3 separate regions of the Sus scrofa genome follow, and regions 1 and 3 are each linked to region 2. The links are chromatin contacts, called in public Hi-C maps. All regions are on one chromosome and are shown on one strand. The core of a region is the stretch at or near the end of the contact, and the rest is flanking DNA. Distances in the headings are between cores, read along the strand shown.

Region 1 (3,484 bases), core at 801-3,300, 450 kb after region 2:
TTTAGTCAGCACAACCTCGCCATCCCCCTCCGGCTAACTGCTGGAAGGAAAGAGGAAGGCGTTATGTAAAATTAAGTACTTTGTTTGCTGTGGGTGTGTTGTTTTCCTAAGTCAACACAGGGACGTGGTATTATCCACCGTAGCGTCTCTAAACATTTCCTGAGATGCCTTTTCTATCAGGACTAAGTTATTTTTGCCCTAGAGGAGAGGGCTCGCTAGCGCCTTTCTTAAATAATAGAAAAGGGCAGCTTGTGTGCCCGCAGATCAGGTACTGTGCCCCCCTCAGCCGCCAGAAGCTCTCACCACGCTCCAGGGACTGTGACCGCCCCAGGGAAAGCAGTAAAAGGCGGAGGCGGGGCCAGAGTGATAACGGTATGGGCGGGAGAGAGCGGGCGGAGAAGGAGGGGTCCAGAGGGAGAGGGTAATAAAGATGCCCAGGGAATCGGCGATTGTACGAGTATGGTGGGGGCTGGGGATGGAAAGCATAGTTGCTTTGTCAGCACTTCTAAGCCCCTAACCCTTGAGTATCTGAAGCTGTTAATCAAACACTTACGGCCTGCAGAATGACGTAATGGACCTGTCTCCAGCCTTTATTCCTTGACACATGTCAGAGAGGGAGGGAAAAATAAAAATCATACACTCTGCGGGCTCTGACAACGAAATACACAAGAGACCCACTTGAGTTCCCGGCCCTGTACCAGCCTCAAGTGGGGGCGGCACCCGTTCAAGGAAAGTTAGGGAGGAGTGGACAAGATCAAGATCGGGGGCTTCATCTACCAGATTAGCACCCCCCCCAATAAACCTATAGCAAAAGAAAAGCGAAATGCAGCCGACGGGGAAAAAACATCTCTTTGGTTGCTTCGTGCGTCTTGCCCCTCTAAGACCGTCGTGAAAAGTTTTAAGCGATTCCTTGAAGAATCTGCCTGGAGAAGAGGGCTTCGCCGCCGCCGTATCCTGGGAACTGCCACCGCGCCGCCGCGGCAAAAGCGGGAGCTGTCATTTGGGGCAGCAGCGGAGAAGAGGTAATGATGCCAACGAGAACCGGACGGAGGCAAGAGGTGGCTGGAGGAATGAAGGCGAGAAGAGCCTCGCCACTCTCCAGCCCTCCGCGCCCGGAGTGAAAGCAAAGTGCCCTCCAAGAGCGACGTCCCCTCCCAGGGCGCGCGCGCCCACCACCTGGGGCCGGCAGCCCTGCGGGAGAGGTGGCAGCAGCAGGCTCAGCACCGGGGAGGGAGCGAGCCCCCCGCGCGCCCGTCCATCCGCCCCCTAGGTGACCCGGCGTCCTCGCCGCGCCCGCTGGAAGTTTGCAAACTTTTTCCGGGGGTTCCGCCGCATCACCGGGAAGTTGGGGACGCGGGGGGCGGTTCCTGGCTCGCCGTCTCCGCTGCCGCCACCGCTGACGCCGCTTGACCGCACTTCTGGAGGGTTCCGCACCTTGCCAGGTCTCTGGAGGCAAACACACACCCCCGATTCATAACTGTTCCCCGTGTCAGGGAAACACACGCGCGCTCCCACACACGCACGCACGCCGGGGCTGACACGGCGCTCGCTCCACGTTAGCATCCCTCCAGTCGCACGGCGCGGCGGCCACCGAGACGCGCTCCGGGACGGACTCGGCGTGGGGTCTCTGGGGTAGCCTCAGGACACAGCCGAATTCCACGGTCCACCAGCATTGGGGGACGGACTTCCCTCTGGTCCGCCAGAGTGTTTACAAACACAGATCATCCTCCAAAAAAAAAAAAAAAATGCATCGCATCTTCCCCTACTTCTTGCCCTGTGACCTGCCCACTAGACCAAGTAACCTCGCGGCTGCTGCCGAGAACCAGCCCCTGCAAACAAGTACGTTCCCGAGATGGCTCCCGCGGCAAGTGCAACAAAAGTGGCTAAATGCAAAAGCCCCAGAAGTGGCCGAGCCGTATTTTTAGGAACTTACCAAACAAGTGTGGAGAAGGCAAGAGCGGAGCCCGGGTGAAGGGACCACGTTGGACTGAGCAAAGATTACAATACATTCTATTTAGAGTGCATTACATCACCCCCCCGGTGACGTCACGTGGGATTCCTGAACTTCTAAATCATTGCGGCCCGTGGGGGGGTGGGGGGAGGAGGGAGGGGCGGGGCCGGCGCGCCGAGGGGGCGGGCCCCGCCCGCGCACCGCCCCACCAGCCGACTCTGGTGCACCCGCGGGGGAGCGGCGGCGGCAGCGGCGACCGCGCGAGCAACAGCTTGCAGAGGCCAGCGCCGTGTGACACGGCTCCCTGACATTAGTGGTGTGAGTCAGCTTGGAAACAATCGTCACGGTTTCAGACGGGACCACGGAGGAGGCAGGGACCTGGGCTCTCCCGTGAGGAGGGCCTGGTGGCATTTGAAAGGTGTGGGGACGGGGAGTAGGGGAAGGGTGGGAATGGGGAGTAGAGGAAGGGTGGGGAGGGGGTGCAGACGAATGCGGGAAGAGACTTTCTACAAACAGAAATGAGGAACGCTCCCCCTTCCCCCACCAGCAGATGTCCAGCTCCTTTTTGCCTGCGACAGTCGTGACCTCATTACAGTGTTCCCTGCATCCTGGCTTCTCAGAGCATTCACTCGACACCCCTTTTCACGGCCCTCCCCCCCCCCCGCCGCGCCCCATTTCACCTCCAAAGGAATAACTTCTTTATTGTGCACACTCATTTGGAATGTGATGCCCCTGTCCTTCCCAAGACCCCTGCTTCATGAGTGTGAGAAGCTGGAAGGAGCGTTGTTCCTGCAGGCGAAAGGTGAATTACAGCTAGAGCCAAATGATGAGCCTGATTTAGACTCAGCGTCAGATCCGGAAGGGCCCTTGGCGCTCACTTCCAGAGCCTCCTCTGTTACTTGCCCAAGCTCATAAGCTGGCAAGTGGCAGAGCCAGAGCCGGAATGCAGGATTCGGGGCCCTGGTCTGCAGTACGTTCCTGACAGCTCAGTGAGAGAAGGAGCCTGGTGTTTTCAGCATCAGCCAGGTCACCATGGCCATCCCCAGCTTAATTTCCATTCGGATGTTCTCTCTGTGAGTCGGACTCAAAGGGAAGGCAGAGGCTAAATCCAGGAGATGCCAGACATCTCAGAGCACCACGGTCATCCTTGCAGCAGCTCACACTTTGCAAAGCACTGGAACCCACGTGGAACTCCCCTGATTCTCACAACAACCCAGCACAAGGAGAAGTAGGGCAGGTGTTATAATTATCCCCATTTTACAGGGAGCCAAGGCAAATTCCAGAAGCTTAGGGGGCTGGCCTGAAGCCACTGGATAACTCCCGCCCCTGTTTTAAAACTCCAAATCCTAACTGGACTCCTTTCTAGAACCAGGGCGGAGCTTTCCATTCTCATGGGTTATTGATGGTTAGAACCTTTGCTGAGGACGAGTTGGCTGGGAGTCCAAGCTTTGCTTAGGAACAGTTTAGCCCCCATTAACAAACAATAATCATTCCTGACATTTATGTAACATCTGACATTTATATAGCACCTCT
Region 2 (3,356 bases), core at 506-3,005:
TTGAGGCAGAGGTAGGAGGTGTAGGAGAAGGAATGAGGTCTTTTACTGGGCTTCTCCATCTGGCTCAAGACCAGTGTTTCTGCTGATGAATCTAGAGAGGAGGGTCCCCTTTGCCAGCCTGAGTTAAGTTGGCTTTTGCCAACATTCTACAGCCCTGATCCATTATCAGTAAGTGTCACCCCTTTGCCATATATAGAAACAGTAAGTGCAAAAAAACGCATTGTGGGGGTGGATGACTCAGGATGTTTGGCAATGAGATAAATGAGCATTTTACCTTTAGTGGTGATAGATCGAGGGCCCTCAAGGCAAAGACTGCTGTCTGGTTTTCCTCATTGGCGTCCTCCTCCTACTAAAGTTTTGCAGGGCTCTAAGCAGGCCACCAGGACCCACAACAAAGCATTAGTTAAAACTAGCTTCTGGTCCAGGTTTGAAAAGCTCAGAGTTGCCCTGTGGAGCTGGGTGTGTACCCATGAGAGAGCTTCACAAGTAAGGGAAGAAACCCCGTTAGCTCTGCTCTCAGTTGCTTCTCCAGTTTATAGCGCCTTGTCCCTGCCACCAGTAGACATTCAGAAGCTGTCTGTAGACTGACATTTGGGAGGAACTGGGGTAGAATCATCTGGCACTGTGAATTTCCTTAGTACTTTTTCTGACTTGGTCTATGTGAATTGTATCAGCTAGGATTCAACCAGACACACAACCAATGCATTCATATATATTAAGAGATATATTACAAGGAGTTGGCTTATACTATTGTGAGAGCTGGCTGAGCAAGTCCCCAGTTTGTCAGGGAGGCAATCAGGAAGCGATCACAAGCAGAGTGGAGAGCTCTGTGGGCATGGCTGAAGCTTCGGTCCCCAGGCAGTATTTCTTCTCTGTCTCTCCATCCCTGTCTCTGGGAAGACTCAGCCCAGTTTTTAAGGGCTTCCAACTGATTAAGTCAGGCCCACCCAGGTCATACATTATAATCTTCCTTACTTAAAGCCAACAGAATCATGACTCTAATGATATCTGCAAACGCCCCTCGCAGCCACATCTGGATCAGTGTCTGATGGAATAACTGGGAATTTTAGCTTAGCCAAGCTGACATCAAAAAAGCCATTACATGGGTGTAAGAATAATGTGTTGGAGACCCTGTGACTGAGTAAAGAAAATAGATGGTGTGTGCGTGTATCCGTGGGTGGAGAGACAGCGCTGAGGGGTGGGGCTGGCAGGGAGAAGGGTGCTGAAAATCAGGGGACCTCCTTGTTCTCCCCTTTTAATCTGGGATCTCATGAAAGTCTGGGGAAAGTCACTGGTGACTAACATACTGTTGAGGAAAACCATGACCTCAGGTTCTGTAGCCCCGACACTGAGGAAGAAGGCCAGTCCAACGTTATTAGACTGCCACCACTTTGCTTGTATTGCTCCGCCTCCGCCAGAACTGCCGCCCACCTTCCTTCCTATTCAAAGCAAAGCGCTGCTCTGTATTTTCCGCCACGCCCCCTCGCGTGGTGAATTTCTCCATAGCGCCGCCAGAGGGCGCGCGAGCGGAGGAAAACGCCGCCGGGCTCCTGGAGCCGTCAGGCAGCCGGTGCTGCGACGCGGCGACTCTGGAGACCTGGGACCCTTGGCCAGGGGACTTCTCCTTCCCCAGAATCCCCACCAAGGCTGTCACTTTTTTGTGCACGTTTCGGAGAAGGGCAGACAGGACTCCTGGGAGCAAAGAACTGATAGATTTGCTTTCCTTTGTAGAGGATGGGAGGAGGCATTTGCTGGGGAGGGAAGCGGTGGCCCGGGGACAAGGAGAAGAAACCGGGCGTACCTCGTGTCTCACTCTCAAGCTGTAGGCCCCTACGTCCCATTCCTGAACCCCCTGGGCACCATGTCTCAGTACTCCGGACATCGGAAGGCCCACCGTCCGGAGAGGAAGGCACCTGGCGTCCGGTCCCCTCCCGTGGGCGCGCACAGACCGACTGGGCGCAGACCAGGAGCCCCGCTTCGCGCACAGCCCCGCTGCTGGATCTGCCTGTCTCCCCGACGTAACCGCCCCGCTCACTGGCAGCCCAACATCCTTAAAGTCAGGGGCCCAAGGCAGAGACGCAGTTCTTTTCCGTGGTTTTCTGTCTTTTTAATCTCGGGATGAAAAAGCATGTCTGCCACAGCTGACACATGTCACCCATCTCTCCTTTCTCTTTCCTCCTTAAAGATGCAGAGTCTTCATGAAAAGCTATTAAAAGCACTATAGATTTTGAGAGCAAGGAAAATCACGAGAGGACTTCAACCAAGGTTTTAAAGCCATGGGCGTTATTAAAAATAATCACAGGCCTGGCTTTTCGCAGTTCTCAAAGGCGGATGGTGAACAAAGACAAGGAGAGTAGATCAGACAGTTCGAAATTATAAAGAGCGGCTGCAGTGCTCATAATTTGCGCTCCAAGCACTCATAATTCGCACAATAGGGACGTTTAAACACCCAGCGAGCCTGAGCAATAAACACATTTCTCACTCAAACATAACCAAGGTCAGAGAGGGAGGCCGCTGCTCTTTTCTTGTCTCATGTAGGCACCTCGTGGCCTCAGCTTATGTGTGGTTTTGGAAAACTCTGACAGCAACGAGTGTCTGGGAGACTTCTCAGTTGTCAAGAAGCGTCTTATGTTTCCTAAAGAAACTCAACCTAGATTCATTAAGCCATGTCACAGAGCAAAGAGAATTAAATATTTTTTTAAGACTGCAACTAATCCTGAAACTTAAATATAGGAGACAGAATCCTACCTATGAAAGGTCTGTGAAATTTTTACAGGAAATGTGCAAAGATGCTGTGTTTAAATATGCTCAGATGAGAAAAAAAATTGGGATTTCCCCCCACAAAAAAACCCAAATGATTTTTAGCCGTCTGTTCCCAGACCTCTCCTCATAGACTTCAATTACATAAAATCACATCTTTTTGAGTCATTTAGAAAAATATTTATATCTCAGTGAAATCAAGGAGACTCTTTGAAAGATATTGCTAGTGTATATTTGAGTAAGGCCAAAGCTTGTATTTATGCTTTTTTTTTTTTTTTTTGTCTTTGAAATTGTAGGCTCACATTAAGGATTTTCCCTCCCTTTATAAACATCAGCACAGTGCCATAAATTCCTTTATTTGCAATTGGTATATCCCATGCTTAACAAAGAACTTTTTAAAGAAAAAAAAAAGTTCCCTAATGAAATTCAGTCCTTCTTTATAAAAAGAAAAAAGGATCTTTTATATGCATTTTTATATGCCCTAAATATATAAGCGCGGTGTGTACCTGGTAAAGTTGCTTTCTGCTGATGGGGTAACACAGGTAAATCAACATAGAGGCCACAGCACATTATAGGGTCCACTTTATTGGGTTTTA
Region 3 (3,864 bases), core at 16-2,515, 330 kb after region 2:
CCCTTGCTGTACAGTGGGAAAATAAAAAAAAAAAATCTCTCTCTTGCTTTACCAACTTGGCCTTGGGCATTCCTTCCTCGGCAAACCTAACAGTGTCCTTATAAAAAGGGGAAATTTGGACGGAGACACACTCACATGGAGCACACCACATGAATATGAAGGCAGACCTCCGGGCAATACTTCTGCAGGCCCAGGAACACTCTAAGATTGGGGCAAACCACCAGAACCTAGGAGAAGGGCATGGAACCAATCCTTCCTCATAGCTCTCAGAAGGAATCAACCCTGCTGACACCTTGATCTTGGACTTCCAGCCTTTAAAACTGGGAGACAAAATACATCTCCGTTGTTCTAAGCCACCTAGTTTATGGTATTTTGTTAACAGAAGCCCTAGGAAATTAATATAGAGGGTAAAGGGGAAAAAATTCCCAAACTGGACATCTTTGGTACCAAGAGATCTTTAAAGGACAGGAGGCATGGTTATCTTGCATCCCTGGGTTGACCATGGGGCTTTGCTCAAAAGATTATATTGTCTTTTTCCTGCCACCCATTAAAAAAAAAAAAAAAACCGAAAAACAAAAACCAAAAAACCCATTTGACCTTCCAAAAGTACACTCCCAAGTAAAACTGGCAAAAACTCAGAGTGGACAGTCAAGGTTTCCTGTTCTCGCCCAAGAAAGCAGAAATTGTATTACTCTTTCATGACCACAAGGTATTTCCTAAGCTCATTAAGCACATTTTTCCTGCACAAGATCTTGTCTTAATAAGGCCACCGACACCCCATTCCTCCGGCCTCAGTCATCAGGCAGGATGAAAGGCTGGTGGAGATGAGAGGGGGGCTCTGGAGAGTTCCAACCCTGCTTGTTTATTTTGAGACACACTTGTGCTCCGACATGGGCCATCACAATCGTGGTCAAAGCATTAGGACTCTGAAGAACACAAACAAAGTTAACTGTGGCAAAGGGCCAGGGTAAAGGAAGGGCCAGGGTGAGGCTTTTTTCAGCATCTTACAGGGAGGGCAACTTTGCATAGCCTTTTATATGATAATCACAGCCCCTTCGTCTGTATTGAACTCTGCCCCAAGAAGGAAAAATAAATAAATAAGGCTGACTAATGGCTTGTTTCCCCAGAGGCGGCTTTTTATGGGATCATATGTTTTTTCAGCTTTTCAGTCACAGTTTCCTGCTTGGACGTGAGGAGCCCTTGACATTGGCTGTGGCTTCGTGCAGTCTGGACAGCAGCCCAAGCCACCTCAGAGCAGCTGGAGAGGGGTCCAGCTGGACCACAGCACCTTCCCAGGTCACGGCTATGGCGAACCTGGTCCCCTTTGATGAGCTGCACTCAGCGGCAGGTCTTTCAACACCTTCCAGGTCAAGCATGACTCTCCTTACCCGGTTGTCATGTGGAAGACAAGGGTCGGGTGGACTGGGAGCTTGTGACAAAGAGTCTGGAGGCATTCAAAAGCAGGAACAGCGACTCTGAACTGCTCTTGTTCCTGTTCTGTTCCCCATTGCTCCTTCCAGTGTCAGAGAGGCTTTCTGGAATTGGACTGCCTTGAGTTTTCAAATCCCAGCTCTGCCACTGGGTGACTAAGAACAAGTAGCTGAATTTCTGAGCTTCCTTTCTTAGCGGCAAAACTGTTAGGCGATACCCGCCTTATGGACCTCTTATCAGGGTAAGAGATAATGTCTGTAGGACACCTGGCAGGTCGTGTAGTGCTAAGCAAGAAGTAGCCAGCACTGTGACCCAGTGTCCCACACACCCCCACCCTCAAGGCAACTTCCCTGGAGGATTACTCTACAGAAAGGTAATACAAAGCGTGTTGGAGCTGATATCCTGAAGTTGGGCCGAGTTAACAAACAAGCACCAACCACAGTCCTCCAGCTCCCTCTATGCAGCTTTCACTTTATTTCACTGCTTTTGAGTGGGAGGAAATTATTCTGGAATGCTTTCCATTTTGTTCTCCCTTTGAGAGGGTCACAGCACAAAGGGAATCAGGATGGAAGAAGGGAGAGAGACAAATGTGTGTTCTTGATTCTTCCCACCTTGGCTGGGTGGATTGAGGGAAGGGAGAGGTTGATTAACATGCACCACCCTCTTGGTCTTGGATAATTGCAGTTTAATTATACTTAGGGCAGTGCTTTTATCATATTAAATTTGGGGAAGAGTCACAAGATGAGTCATGGAAAAATTTTTGATAAAATTATGGAAACTTGGGACATCTGTGATTTTTTTTTTCTTCCTCGCCTCACTCCTTTCCTACTCTCCTGATCCACCCTTTTCTGCTGCCAGCAGGGCTCCCTGCAGAGAGGCATGCTGAGGAGGCTCCCTCCTGCTGGCAGCCTGACTCCCTGGGCCTCAGGTTTTGCTGAGCCTCACAATCAACCTCTTCCCTGCATTCTGGCAATACTGGAACCCATCTCCTTCCAGGGGGCCAGCTGGGCACACACTGAAGTTAGGGAACCAGCTGCATGCTTCAGACCAGAGTCTTCCAGGGGCTCCCATAGAAGAATCAGGAATCTGTGGCCTTTTCTTATCAATCCCATTCCTCTGCCTCCACGTTGGTTACATCAAAAGGACTAAGCTGTTTCCTTGGTTATGGGGACTTACTGAAAAGACACTTGATGCTCTCCCCTCTCATTGCCTCTCTGAGATCCAGCCTGGAAGTGAAAGGCCATATATAACCTATAGAGTTGTACAGGTTCCCCAAAGAGTTTCTGAGCTGGATAGGGTCAGAGGAGGGCCAAAGAAGGGAGAGAAATAGCATTTTCATCCTTTCCAGAGGAACGCACCGATTCTGCAATAGCAAGGCTTTTTTTTAAACCAAAGACATTTGTTAAGGTAATAATAATTACAATCACAACCACTTTTATAGCACTCTGAAGCTGATGCACTACTTTCACATAATTTAGCATCAAAATGCTATGTACTCTAGATGTCACAGTATCCTCAGAAACCACCCGCTGGCTAACTTTTTGCGTCATGGAAATATTCCCTTTGACAACTGCAGAACAACTGGTGCTGACTCATTAAGGCCATAGCAGGAAGACCTGCTCACCTGAAGACAGAAACTATGGGCCCGAGTTTCAAGAAATCTTTGGACACATTCAAAATATCCTGAAGTGACAGTACGTTCAAAGAGAGTAGGGGTAGAGAGTTCCCGCTGTGGTGCCGTGGGTTAAGGATCCAGCATTGCTGCAGCTGTGGCATAGGGCACAGCTGAAGCTCAGATGGGAGCCCTGGCCTGGGAGTGCAGGCCACGAGTGCAGCCAAAAAACAAAGAGAGAAAGAGTGGAACAAAAGTCAACACAGCTCTGACATGAATAGACAAAACATACTTTCTGTTTGTTAAGTATATTCTCAGAGTTCCCTTCATGGCTCAGCAGTTAACAAACCCAACTAGTATCCATAAGTTCGTGGGTTTGATCCCTGGCCTTGCTCAGCGGGTTAAGGATCTGGTGTTGCTATGAGCTGTGCTGCCGGTCACAGACGTGGCTTGGATCCCGTGTCGCTATGGCTGTGGTGTAGCCAGCAGCTACAGCCCCAATGGACCCCTAGCCTGGGAACCTCCATGTGCAGTGGGTGCAGCCCTAAAAAAAAAAAAAAAAGCAAAAATAAGTAAGTAAATAAATAAATAAATAGTATATTCTGAATGCAAGGCAACTTTCTAGGCCCTTTACCTATAATTATGCCTAAATTTCACCATAAAAGGTAGATAGAAAGGGAGGCTCAGAAAAGCTGGGTGACTTGGTAAAGTCACAAAACCAATAAGTCAAGGTATCTCCAGCTCTTTCCATTGCAGTCATGCAAAGTCAGTTCCAAAGGATTATGGCTCCATGGGATGTTAACAGCTTTTCCACAGAAAGA

Evidence for each region. Hi-C and Micro-C count contacts between places; a contact is called where the count stands out from the background.
Region 1: a Hi-C map of retroperitoneal adipose tissue shows a contact between it and region 2, with 2.2 times the contacts expected there. The contact joins the promoter of CREB5 here to the enhancer-like site in region 2. A contact is called at or near these places in 11 of 47 Hi-C or Micro-C datasets (embryonic fibroblasts, epiblast stem cells, fetal heart ventricle and 6 more) and 1 of 2 datasets of contacts at active chromatin or transcription factors (skeletal muscle).
Region 3: a Hi-C map of omental adipose tissue shows a contact between it and region 2, with 1.7 times the contacts expected there. The contact joins two enhancer-like sites. A contact is called at or near these places in 10 of 47 Hi-C or Micro-C datasets (alveolar macrophages, brain, embryonic fibroblasts and 7 more).

What each region holds. Positions count from the first base shown.
Region 1 is chr18:44,262,464-44,265,947 of Sscrofa11.1, forward strand. It overlaps CREB5 (cyclic AMP-responsive element-binding protein 5), which reads right to left and starts at 2,051. Exons shown (of 11, transcript XM_013985749.2): 1 at 1,934-2,051.
Region 2 is chr18:43,813,451-43,816,806 of Sscrofa11.1, forward strand. All of the region lies in intron 3 of TRIL (TLR4 interactor with leucine rich repeats), which reads left to right. Among named protein-coding and RNA genes, the nearest start is that of TRIL, 89 kb to the left of the region's middle. Within about 2 kb of position 1,756, at least 13 of the 83 cell types and tissues checked have an H3K27ac peak or open chromatin away from gene starts, as enhancers often do. A contact at or near this core is called in omental adipose tissue and retroperitoneal adipose tissue, where this site is marked.
Region 3 is chr18:44,141,711-44,145,574 of Sscrofa11.1, forward strand. All of the region lies in intron 4 of CREB5 (cyclic AMP-responsive element-binding protein 5), which reads right to left. Among named protein-coding and RNA genes, the nearest start is that of CREB5, 120 kb to the right of the region's middle. Within about 2 kb of position 1,266, at least 17 of the 83 cell types and tissues checked have an H3K27ac peak or open chromatin away from gene starts, as enhancers often do. A contact at or near this core is called in omental adipose tissue and retroperitoneal adipose tissue, where this site is marked.